3 separate regions of the Danio rerio genome follow, and regions 2 and 3 are each linked to region 1. A link is a contact called in public HiCAR-type data. All regions are on one chromosome and are shown on one strand. The core of a region is the stretch at or near the end of the contact, and the rest is flanking DNA. Distances in the headings are between cores, read along the strand shown. Region 1 overlaps gse1b (Gse1 coiled-coil protein b). Region 2 overlaps gse1b (Gse1 coiled-coil protein b). Region 3 overlaps gse1b (Gse1 coiled-coil protein b).

What was found. HiCAR-type assays count read pairs that join an accessible place to other places.
Region 2: a HiCAR-type map of caudal fin shows a contact between it and region 1, with 16 times the contacts expected there. The contact joins two enhancer-like sites. A contact is called at or near these places in 2 of 18 Hi-C or Micro-C datasets (caudal fin and an unstated tissue) and 2 of 4 datasets of contacts at active chromatin or transcription factors (caudal fin and embryo).
Region 3: a HiCAR-type map of caudal fin shows a contact between it and region 1, with 4 times the contacts expected there. The contact joins two enhancer-like sites. A contact is called at or near these places in 2 of 4 datasets of contacts at active chromatin or transcription factors (caudal fin and embryo).

Annotation. Positions count from the first base shown.
Region 1 is chr18:31,980,865-31,984,245 of GRCz12tu, reverse strand. All of the region lies in intron 2 of gse1b (Gse1 coiled-coil protein b), which reads right to left. Among named protein-coding and RNA genes, the nearest start is that of gins2, 72 kb to the left of the region's middle. Within about 2 kb of position 1,900, at least 31 of the 62 cell types and tissues checked have an H3K27ac peak or open chromatin away from gene starts, as enhancers often do. A contact at or near this core is called in caudal fin, where this site is marked.
Region 2 is chr18:31,800,594-31,803,974 of GRCz12tu, reverse strand. The region is part of intron 1 of gse1b (Gse1 coiled-coil protein b); the gene reads right to left. Among named protein-coding and RNA genes, the nearest start is that of gse1b, 90 kb to the right of the region's middle. Within about 2 kb of position 1,659, at least 7 of the 62 cell types and tissues checked have an H3K27ac peak or open chromatin away from gene starts, as enhancers often do. A contact at or near this core is called in caudal fin, where this site is marked.
Region 3 is chr18:31,824,783-31,828,163 of GRCz12tu, reverse strand. All of the region lies in intron 2 of gse1b (Gse1 coiled-coil protein b), which reads right to left. Among named protein-coding and RNA genes, the nearest start is that of gse1b, 110 kb to the right of the region's middle. Within about 2 kb of position 1,768, at least 29 of the 62 cell types and tissues checked have an H3K27ac peak or open chromatin away from gene starts, as enhancers often do. A contact at or near this core is called in caudal fin, where this site is marked.

The sequences.
Region 1 (3,381 bases), core at 651-3,150:
GCTTTAGACAGCCTTGTAACGATACTCCCAAAATTATTTCTCAGAAATCCGCAGATTTTTACTAAAATTCTCTTCAGAAATAGCAAAAACCGTCAGCAGATTCCATTTGGCCCTAGTTATGATCAATTAATTAAATGGAGTTAGTAAGTAATAAAATTCAGTTGTACTTTAACAAATAACTATATTTCTATTTATCGCTACTGATTTTAATGCATTAAGTAACGCTTACTAATGAGACTTCATTGTGTTCAAGTGTTATCTAAATTGCACTTTATCTGAACATCTAGACACTTAAGCAATACAGTATATACAGCAACAAACAGTGATTTTGGTTATAAATTAGGCTTTATTGCAGATTAGGTCAATACCGTGATACTACTGTATGTCCCGTATTAAAAGCTTCAACAATTATTTCCAACAAGAAAATCTGATACCTCAGGACAAAAAATCTGTTTAGTTCTAAATATCTAATAAAATCTCTTTATATTAGAGCTGCTCAATATGTGGTTTCAGCATCGATATGGCAATGTGATCATTCACAAAATCGTATCACAGAATATATGCAATGTTGAGTTTGTATTATAAATTATCATTTGCATGTGGTTTTGATGCCAGGGGAATGTATAATGATTTTAAAAGCTGTCAGGTATTAAAGAAAATTACTGTTTTTAATTATGTTGAATTTTTTTGATTTTTATCAGTTAGTTTACTTAAATACTGTTAGGGAAATGATAAAACACTTTATTTCATATGTATTAATTTATAGATTGTATTTATAGATTGTTATGCATGAAAATACTCACAACACATGCAAATACAGAAATGCACAGCAAATAGCACAGATTTCAATGAAAATGTGTTGGGGGACATCTAAAAAGTTTATAGATGGATTTTATGAGGTGCATAGAGTAAACATTACTTCATAAATCTCTAAACACGTGCAACAACACATGCAAATAAAGAAATGCACTGCAAATAGCACAGACAACAAGAAAAATGTATGGATCCCAAAAATGTTAAAGATTTATGCATTACCATTGCAGAATTATTCCAATTTATCTAAAATTATAAATTCTTTCCAAATAGAGATCTTAAGTCATCTGGTGAAGCTTTCTGAGTCCTTACTTGTTTTTTGACTTTTAGATTGATCTATTATCAAAATTAAGGGTTATTTAATTATTGAACTTTTTTAGACTTTGCATTTTAAATCCACTTTAAAACCCAGTTTGGCTGAAACAACATGTCTGATTCGTGAAGGAAAAAAGTAACAGAGTCCTCCATGTGCGAATACATACACATTACGATAAGTGAAGTGCATCATAGAAAAATACATAAATAAACCATGTAAAACATGTTGACTTTCATTTTGCTTAATTCGGCCAGCCCCATTAAATGTTAAGTAATCCTTTATAAAGACGCAATATATCCTTTATCAGCCTCTGAAATGACTTTTCCTTTCTGCAGAAGTAATGAAGGTGGCATGGCTAAAGAAAAACAGAAATATTAACAAAATAAACTCACGGCCTGACATGCATGACTCAATCAAGTCCCACTCCACATTATTTCTAGTGTAATATTCTATCAAACTGTAAAGTTAAATATGGTCTAATTGTATTTTATTAAGCTATAGGCTTCTGTCTATTTTAATTGAAAGCCTATCCAATTTGCCATTGGGAACACAATTTCTCTTGCATGTTTTGGTGGCACACAGCGCTGCGGAGTCTGATACGAAGGTGCTGACAGTTGAAAGGTCTGGTTTCCAGGTCGTGGACGCTGAATGCTGCAACATGTCGAGGCCGATCTGGTGTCAAAGATAACATCAGATAACAGCTGTGAGCCGGGGACGCCCGTCACCGCCCGTCCTGCACATTACCCAGCATGCCAGAGCATTTGCATATGCAGAGCCAGGGCTGTGTTTGACTAGGGTGGATAGGCAAATCAGAGCAGTAAGCTTTCTCCCTGAGCTGAGGTCGTGACAAGATTGAACGATATGTAACTGACGGTTGCTTGTGTGCGCATGTGGTCTGTTGTGTGACTGCCTTGGAGCTACAGCTTACACAGGAAGTGCTCACTTAGTTGCTTTCTATTCATACCTACGCTATGTGGTTTAGTACAGCCATGCAAAATTAGAAAATAAACATGAGTCCATAACCTTCAGAGGGCGCTATCTCACATTCTGGTGAGTAAGGATAGTGTGACACTAAAAGCGTACCTATTTAAAAGAGCTTTCGCATGTAAAACCCTCACTCTCATGTTAACTCACATACATTTAGGAAAAAGACTGTTGTTAATGAAGTAAACACAGTTACGCCTCTAGTTTGTTTTATTGGGTATGCTATACATTAAACAGTGTTTAATGATTGGATGAGTGAAAGAAAAACATCTGGGATCTGATAAAATCCCTGCGCTTACTGTAGAGATCTGTTCAGACTCATCACAAAACAAACGCAGACAAAAAAAAAAGAGGAAGTCTGTAAGAAGTATACTGAAAGTAGCTTGCGGTTATCAAAAAAAACTGCAAGACTGGAGGTGTAAAACATCCTAAGCAACATTTCTACTTAAGAATGCTCATCGGCTTGCATTTTAGTGTATCCAATTTAGTATTATCATCCATAATATGGTGTAAACAAGTTGTAACTTGTGTTCATTTATTTACTTATTTTCACCGTACTGGTAATCCTGTTCCTGTAAAGGCCCTGGTATACTTCAAATGAAATTGAAAATGAAATGATGTCATTTCAAACAAAATCTGTCTGAAACAAAGATCTTTTGAGTTTGCTCAACAGTTTGAAACAGCTCACCAAAGCATACATTTTGTGCAATTCGAATTGGATAATAGACATCTATTGGTTCATGACGATTACAAAATCGATGGGTGTGTTGTGGAACTCCGCCTCCTATGACGTGCAATTTCTAATTTGATATTTAAGGCACCTCCCTCCAGAGTTTAGTTCAATTAAACACACTTAATCAAGTTCCCTGCTTCTTCCTGTTATTAACATACAATTATCAGAGATCCGATGATAAATAGTCAACCAGGACCCACTTTTGTTTCACCTGGTGTATATATTTATAAACTCTTGACCACATGAGTTCTCATTTCAGCTAGGGAAAAGGATATGGATGGCAAATACAACGCTTCTGTGATCCATATTAATACAATGCAGCAAAATACGAATACTTTGTTCTGTTTTGGTACACCTTCTACAGTACATTGAGAGTTGGAGAGCTGGTGGACTTTTGTAGCCATTTCAAATGCATTCAACAATAGCATTTATACAGCAATCAAACCGAGGCCATGTCCACACATACACGAGTGTTTTGTAAACAGTTTTTCCTCCTTTTTAAAACAAATCTCACCCACACAAGCATGGTTTTAAA
Region 2 (3,381 bases), core at 410-2,909, 180 kb after region 1:
CACATTTTTATTATTATTTTTTAAGTACCTACATAGACACATATTTAAATTATTTAATATACCAGCAACAATTCAATATTCTATCATTTAAAAATGTTTGTTACAGTGGATTGTCCAACTCATGTTCTTTTATTGTTAAATATAGATAACAATACTCACAATAGTTATAATGGACAATGGTTTCATTTGTCTCTCTTTCATCACTATGTTTAGTGATTTGGTTCATGTGAGTCATGTTTCAGGCTTTAGAACTTCCGTTAAGGAAACATAGTACACTTCGCTCACTGATTTTATTGGTTAATTGTACAAAAGACATTTCAGTGAGTGAACATTTCAGTGCACCGAGACACTTTCGCGATCGAAACAGACCTTAAAATGGCTGACTCCCTGACCAATGCCCTGACTACTGAGCAAGGTAGCTGATAGAGTTGCACCCTCATGCAAAGAAACCAACTGATTATTGTCAACCACTAACGGGTTGGGAGTTTGTGTGTACAAAAATGTTTTGTTTTTAAATGTATTTAAATGCTAAAAGTAATTATATAAAATATGTATATCCAAATGTTTTGCATTAGTTGCAAGAACTTCTGCTAACAGGATCTTTTGTCTTTGAGTTGTCTAAACATCATTCAAATTGAGAGTTGTTGAAGAAAGATGCAATATGTCATATTCAAGAATGAATGAATCAGTTGTTCGTACTGTATGTTGAGGAGTAAAAAGTTCAATTTATTTTGTTTTGGAAAGTAGTAAAGTAAAGGTTTTCCAAAATAAAAAATGCAGTAAAATCAAGTAGAAATGGTGAAGTTAATGTCCAGCACTGCTTGTATTCCACTGTGAATTCTTAATCTTACAGCAAAACCACATAGCACTTGCCCAAAGTTACATTTTTTAAAGCAATCATTAATTAACAAGCCTAAAAAAAATTTCAGTCACATTCTTTATATGCAGGTTTGTATTAAAAAGCTGATGCCAGCCTGTTTTGCAGCCGCAACCCATCTCTGGAAAACATCCATCCACACAAATATTTATACACTACGGACAATTTAGCCTACCCAATTCACATGTACTGCATGTCTTTGGACTGTAGGAGCACCCAGAGGAAACCCACGTGAACGCAGGGAGAACATGCAAACTCTACACTGAGGCTCAAACCAGCGACCTTCTTGCTGTGAGGCAACAGGACTACCTACCACTGTGTCACCCTAAATAAGCAGGAAAATACAAAAACTGCTGTAAAAGTAAAGCACAAGCCTTACTTCATTTCATTTGCAAAACATCAAAAGACTGTGTGAATTAAGAGAGACTCCTAGCACAAGTGATGTAATACTCAAAAGGCTGCAGTAACTGCAACTGAAAAAAAATGATATTGCTATGGTATGGCAGCATAGTTTCTTGATATTAAATATTGATCATTATTAAAATTCTTTTTGGCACTAATGGTCCAATCTAGTTCAATTACAAGTGCTCCTGCTAAACCAAGAGATCAGCTGAATAGATTAAAAAAATGATCAAACTGTTTAACTGTGAGTGACTTGTAAAATGTTTGCAAAAAAGGGGGAGTGTTCCTTTAAATTCTTCAAAGCTTAGGGAGCTTAGTCAGTACAACACTTAGCACACGTTCATTGATCTGCCTTGTGGCTATGAGAAAATAAAAGCCAGAGAAGCGAGTTTACCATGTCTCACCAACTGAAAACAAAAATAACACAGACAATGAGGACTACCTAAGGCAGTGTCATTTGCATTTGTTTTGTTCTGTGGATTTTAAGCATGTATATTCAACTCCAAAAACATTTACATTATGTTTAACTGAGACAAAAAAAAAGTCTAATGTAATTGTAAAAAAAGTGCTTTGATTGAAAAGAGTTTTTATGTTATTCAAGTATCACACTCACTGTATGCATCATTTGTATGTTTTGTTCAGTCATGAAAAAAAAATATTGAAATGGTTTTGTTCTCCCTCTCTCTGGCATTGTTTTCAAAGGCCACTGCTTTCAGGCACCCTTTGGGACCAGAAACAAGATGTAAGGTAAGTGCTATTGATCTGTGCTTTCTGCCTCACTAGGATTTCATAGTAGTGTGAGCTGACCAACTGACCGTTTGCCTCTCTGAAAGGCCCTGACCAGCGTATGTATGACACAGAGACTGTATGACATTAAAGAGTATAAAACGCATATTGTACATAATATAGGTGTGTGTGTGTGTGTGTGTGTGTGTGTGTGTGTGTGTGTGTGTGTGTGTGTGTGTGGAGAAGGTTATGAGGACATGTGTTCAGCTTCAGGCTGTTTATTTAAGGGGAGGTGATGATGATTCAGTGACAGTTGATTCACACTACACCGCCTAACAAATAGCACCAACCACAGCAAACTCACTGGCTCTTGCTAAGCAAAACCTGTTTCTATCAGTTGAATCCTTCCGACAACTAAGCAGAAACCACATACTGTACAAACATGTGCAGTGTTTACTGCTCCTTTCTTAGAGTAATTCTTTAAAAACAAAAATCCTCTAATGCTGCATTGCTCCCAGCACTTCTTTATTAGGCCATTTTATATGTTTTGATCATAATGCATTTAATACTATAACTAACAATGTATTCAATAAATTTTTCCATGATTTAACTTGAACTGAGAAATGTATGCTACTATTGCATAATTACTCTGAATATGGCATCACAGTGGCACAGTGAGTTGAACGATTGCCTCAGATCAAGAAGGTTGCTGGTTCGAGCCCAAGCTGGGTCAGTTGGCAGTCCATAAACATGCGGTACAGGTGAATTAAATAAGCTAAACTGTCTGAAGTTAATGTAAGTGAAAGGGAGTGTATGGGTGTTTCCCAGTGTTGGATTGCAGCCGAAAGGGTATAAGCTGAGTAAAACATATGCTGGATAAGTTAGTGATTTTATCCGCATAGGCAACCCCTGATTAATAAAGTAACTAAGCCGAAAACAAAATGAATGAATGAATAAATGAACACTGAATATGATGATTGGCTGATAGCTGTTTAAGACAACTTTGTGTGCCGATCCCCAATGGGGCTTAGAAAATTGTCTTTAGGCAGAGGCTCACACACAGCATTGCAAATACAACAAGAAAAAATATACAAGCACAAATACAAATTTCACTTTAAGATCCTACAGTATTTTTAAAAATTCTTCTTAAATGTGGCCTTTATAAAGTTACACTCAGTCATTTTTATGCTGGCCAATATGGCTGAGCATTTTGACTTATTTATCCTGAATAATACTAACACTGTGTCCTTAAAACATGTGACGTTACAGGCAATTTGAATGTCTGCACCAAATGTGATGCTATGTGACAGACACATTTAAATACCAGCCACTCCCAACAAAATGGTAAAGTTTTTTTAATTCAATAAATACATATA
Region 3 (3,381 bases), core at 519-3,018, 160 kb after region 1:
CATTGCTTCTGGAAGTGCAAACTCATTTCAAGATTCTGGAACTTTGTTGCGAATGAAATTACAATTTTTAAAATCAAATTAATAAAAAAGATCTCTGTCTTTTTCGTTCGAGACTCTTCTTCTAAACACAAGCAATGTCATTGACTCTTGACACAAAAGGTTATAAATTGTTAGATAAACTGCTATTTGTGGCAAGAAAATGCATCCTTGCTAGATGGATAAAAAACACCCCCCCCCCCCCCTCCTCCCTCCACTCTGTGACACAGAGTTTTTTGCACTGTAATTTTGAAAGTGATTTTTGCAGTTCTGCCCCATGCGAGGCTTGCAGCTGTGCTTAATGATAACATACAGAGTTTTCAAAATATATGGTCTCCTTTTTTAGATCACCTGCCCTCACAGGTGAGAGAAATCGTTTTTGTGTGTCAGTTATGGCGTATGGCGTAGTGGTACGGTACGGTTCGGTACGCTTTTATGGCCGTTTCCACTGTCAAAAAGTACCTAAAAGCGAACCGTACCATACCTTTGCAAAGGGTATCTAGCACAAAAAAGGGTACCAAAAGGCAGAGCTAGACGCACAGCTGAATGCTATTGGTTTACAGAGATAAGTCATTCACAGAAGCAGGAGAATGAAAACAAAGAAAAGCGCCATTTTTAAAAACACAGCCAAGACATTACACCGTAATAATATATACACTGTAATAATATATGCATACTAATAATAACAAGCCATGGTTGACCCAAGTGCAAACAAACCTTGTCGTCATCTTTATGAACAGCCTCAAAGTCAACAACAAAGTCTGCTGTGTCCTGTTGTTGTTTTACAAGCCCATCTAAAAGTGCGATGGGTTTCACTTTCTTCAGAGAGCTCGCCGCGCATCTCATTCATTCATTTATTTTCTTGTCAGCTTAGTCCCTTTATTAATCCGGTGTCGCAGGACAAAAAAGAAAGAAAGAAAAACACTAAAAATGTACAGTATGTACAATAAAGCAATTCACTCATTAATTTTTTGGTTGTTGTACCTCCTAAAGTACTCTTCATGATTATCATACTTCATGATAATGCCGCATATTGTGACAAAAGCAGCAAGAAAATCTGATATCACATCACAAGCCTTAATAAAAACATAAACATATTACATGTGTTGCTATTGGGATGCACAATAAACAAAAATAACCTACTCTGATTTTAAATGACCTTAGTGCGGTAACACTTTGTTTTGATGGTCCATTTGAGTATGACTGTCTGCTTAATATCTGTTGATACTGCTCCTTCAACAGATATTCAACTGACTATGAGAAACTGCGAGTACATGTGAACTTACACTAACCCCAAGCCCAACCCTAACCCCAACCTAACAGTCTACTTATAATCTAACAAGAATTAGTTGGCATATAGATGCAATGTAACTTAAATTCAACAAACAGACCATCAAAATAAAATGTGACTCTTATTGCTAATTAATTAATTACAGTGACCCTTTAACAGTATTTTGACATAATAGTCAAGACCATTTAATACATGTATGAAGCTCAATCTCCAGCTTCCACTATGAAACAAAAGCAGATTGTACGAAAACATGCTTTGTAAAAAACACAAAAAAGTATCAATTTAAATTAATTTGCAGTGTCTGTGAAAGTCAGTGTCTGTGAAAGAGCAGGTGCTGAAGTCTGTGACCTGAATGAAGTTAGAGCTGTACAGTCCCAGGCCAGAGAATGACGAAAGAGGAAAGAGAGAGAGAGGAAGAGAGAGGGGTTTGACGGAGAGAAAGAGCTACTAGTGCTGTGCGTAATCTTGCTCTCCCAGCTGGTCCCCATTAGCCAGGCTGGAGCCGAAGGGCCCTCAGGACAGAGAGTCACGGCCAGCTCACGTCACTCCTAATGCCGATGATGCTTCACAGGGCACCAGCGCCAGGAGAGACTTACTGATAATTTTAGTAACAAGAGAAAAGTAAACAAATAAAATGAATACGCCAATGACCGCAATGCATGTACAGCAGCGTTTAGACAGAAGGTCGCGAGGCCCGTCCCCTACAGTAATGCTGGAAGAGATTCATACATATCAACCCGCAGAAATTGTATTAAAATTGCTATTGCATCTCTGCTGTCGCAGAGGGTTTTCCACTCAGCAAGTTCCCTGGGGTGGTGTCATTCATGCTGAGTCTCACTGAGAAATATTTCATTGTGGTTTTGAGTGTTTTTGATTAGTCAGAGGTCTGTCACAAACCAATTAGCATAGGCAAAAGGCAGTCAGAGTCAACTGTTTTTTTTTTTTTTGTTCTTTTCTCACTGACTCTTGATCACATAAACCTTAGTAAAACAAAGCAGATGTGCCTAACATAATAAATTAGGAAGCAATTCATAGTTTATTTCATCATTGTTGCATTTTTTATAATTGAGCAACTGTGCAATGTCAACTTTATAGTTTTGAGATTTGACATGACTTAATATTTAGTTATGTGTGTTTTTTTAATGGAATTCACAATAAAAAAATATCTCGGTCACTTTCTTTCCTTCTTTTCTTTCTTTCTTTTCGTTTTTTCTTTCTTTCCTTTTCTTTTCATCTTTCTTTCTTTTCCTTTTTCTTTCTTTTTTTTCTATTTCTTTCTTTTCTTTTTTCTTTTCTTTTCTTTTCATTCATTCATTCTTTTATTTCTCTTCCTTTATTAATCCGGGGTCGCCACAGCAGAATGAACCGCCAACTTATCAAGCACGTTTTTACGCAGCGGATGCCCTTCCAGCCGCAACCCATCTCTAGGAAACATCTACACACACACACTCATCCACTACGGACAATTTAGCCTACCCAATTTACCTGTACCGCATGTCTTTGGACTGTGGGGGAAACCGGAGCACCCGAAGCGTAAACTTACGCGAATACTGGGAGAACATGCAAACTCCACACAGAAACGCCAACTGAGCCGAGGTTCGAGCCAGCGACCCAGCGACCTTCTTGCTGTGAGGCGACAGCACTACCTACTGCGCCACTGCGCCACTTTCTTTCTTTCTTCTTTCTTACTTTTGAATATAGTATATTCAATATTTGAAGTAAGGACATAATCACAGTAAGAAATTTACAGGACATAAATAAACCTCTTCAGTCTCGTTTACAAGCAATTTTCATAGCTACAATTATTTGCAAAGAGTTATAATTATTAATTGTTTTTCCCCAGTTGTTCAGATAATCAGCAGAAATCATCAACCTAAATCCAGACATGTAACTGGACCATGTGCAGAGATGGAAAGTAACGAAGTATAAATATTTCATTACTGTACTTAAGAAGATTTTTATGATATCGGTACTTTACTCCACTATTTATTTTTCCGACAGCTTTTTAGTTTTACTCCTTACATTTTTACACAAACATAAAAAAAAAACTTACA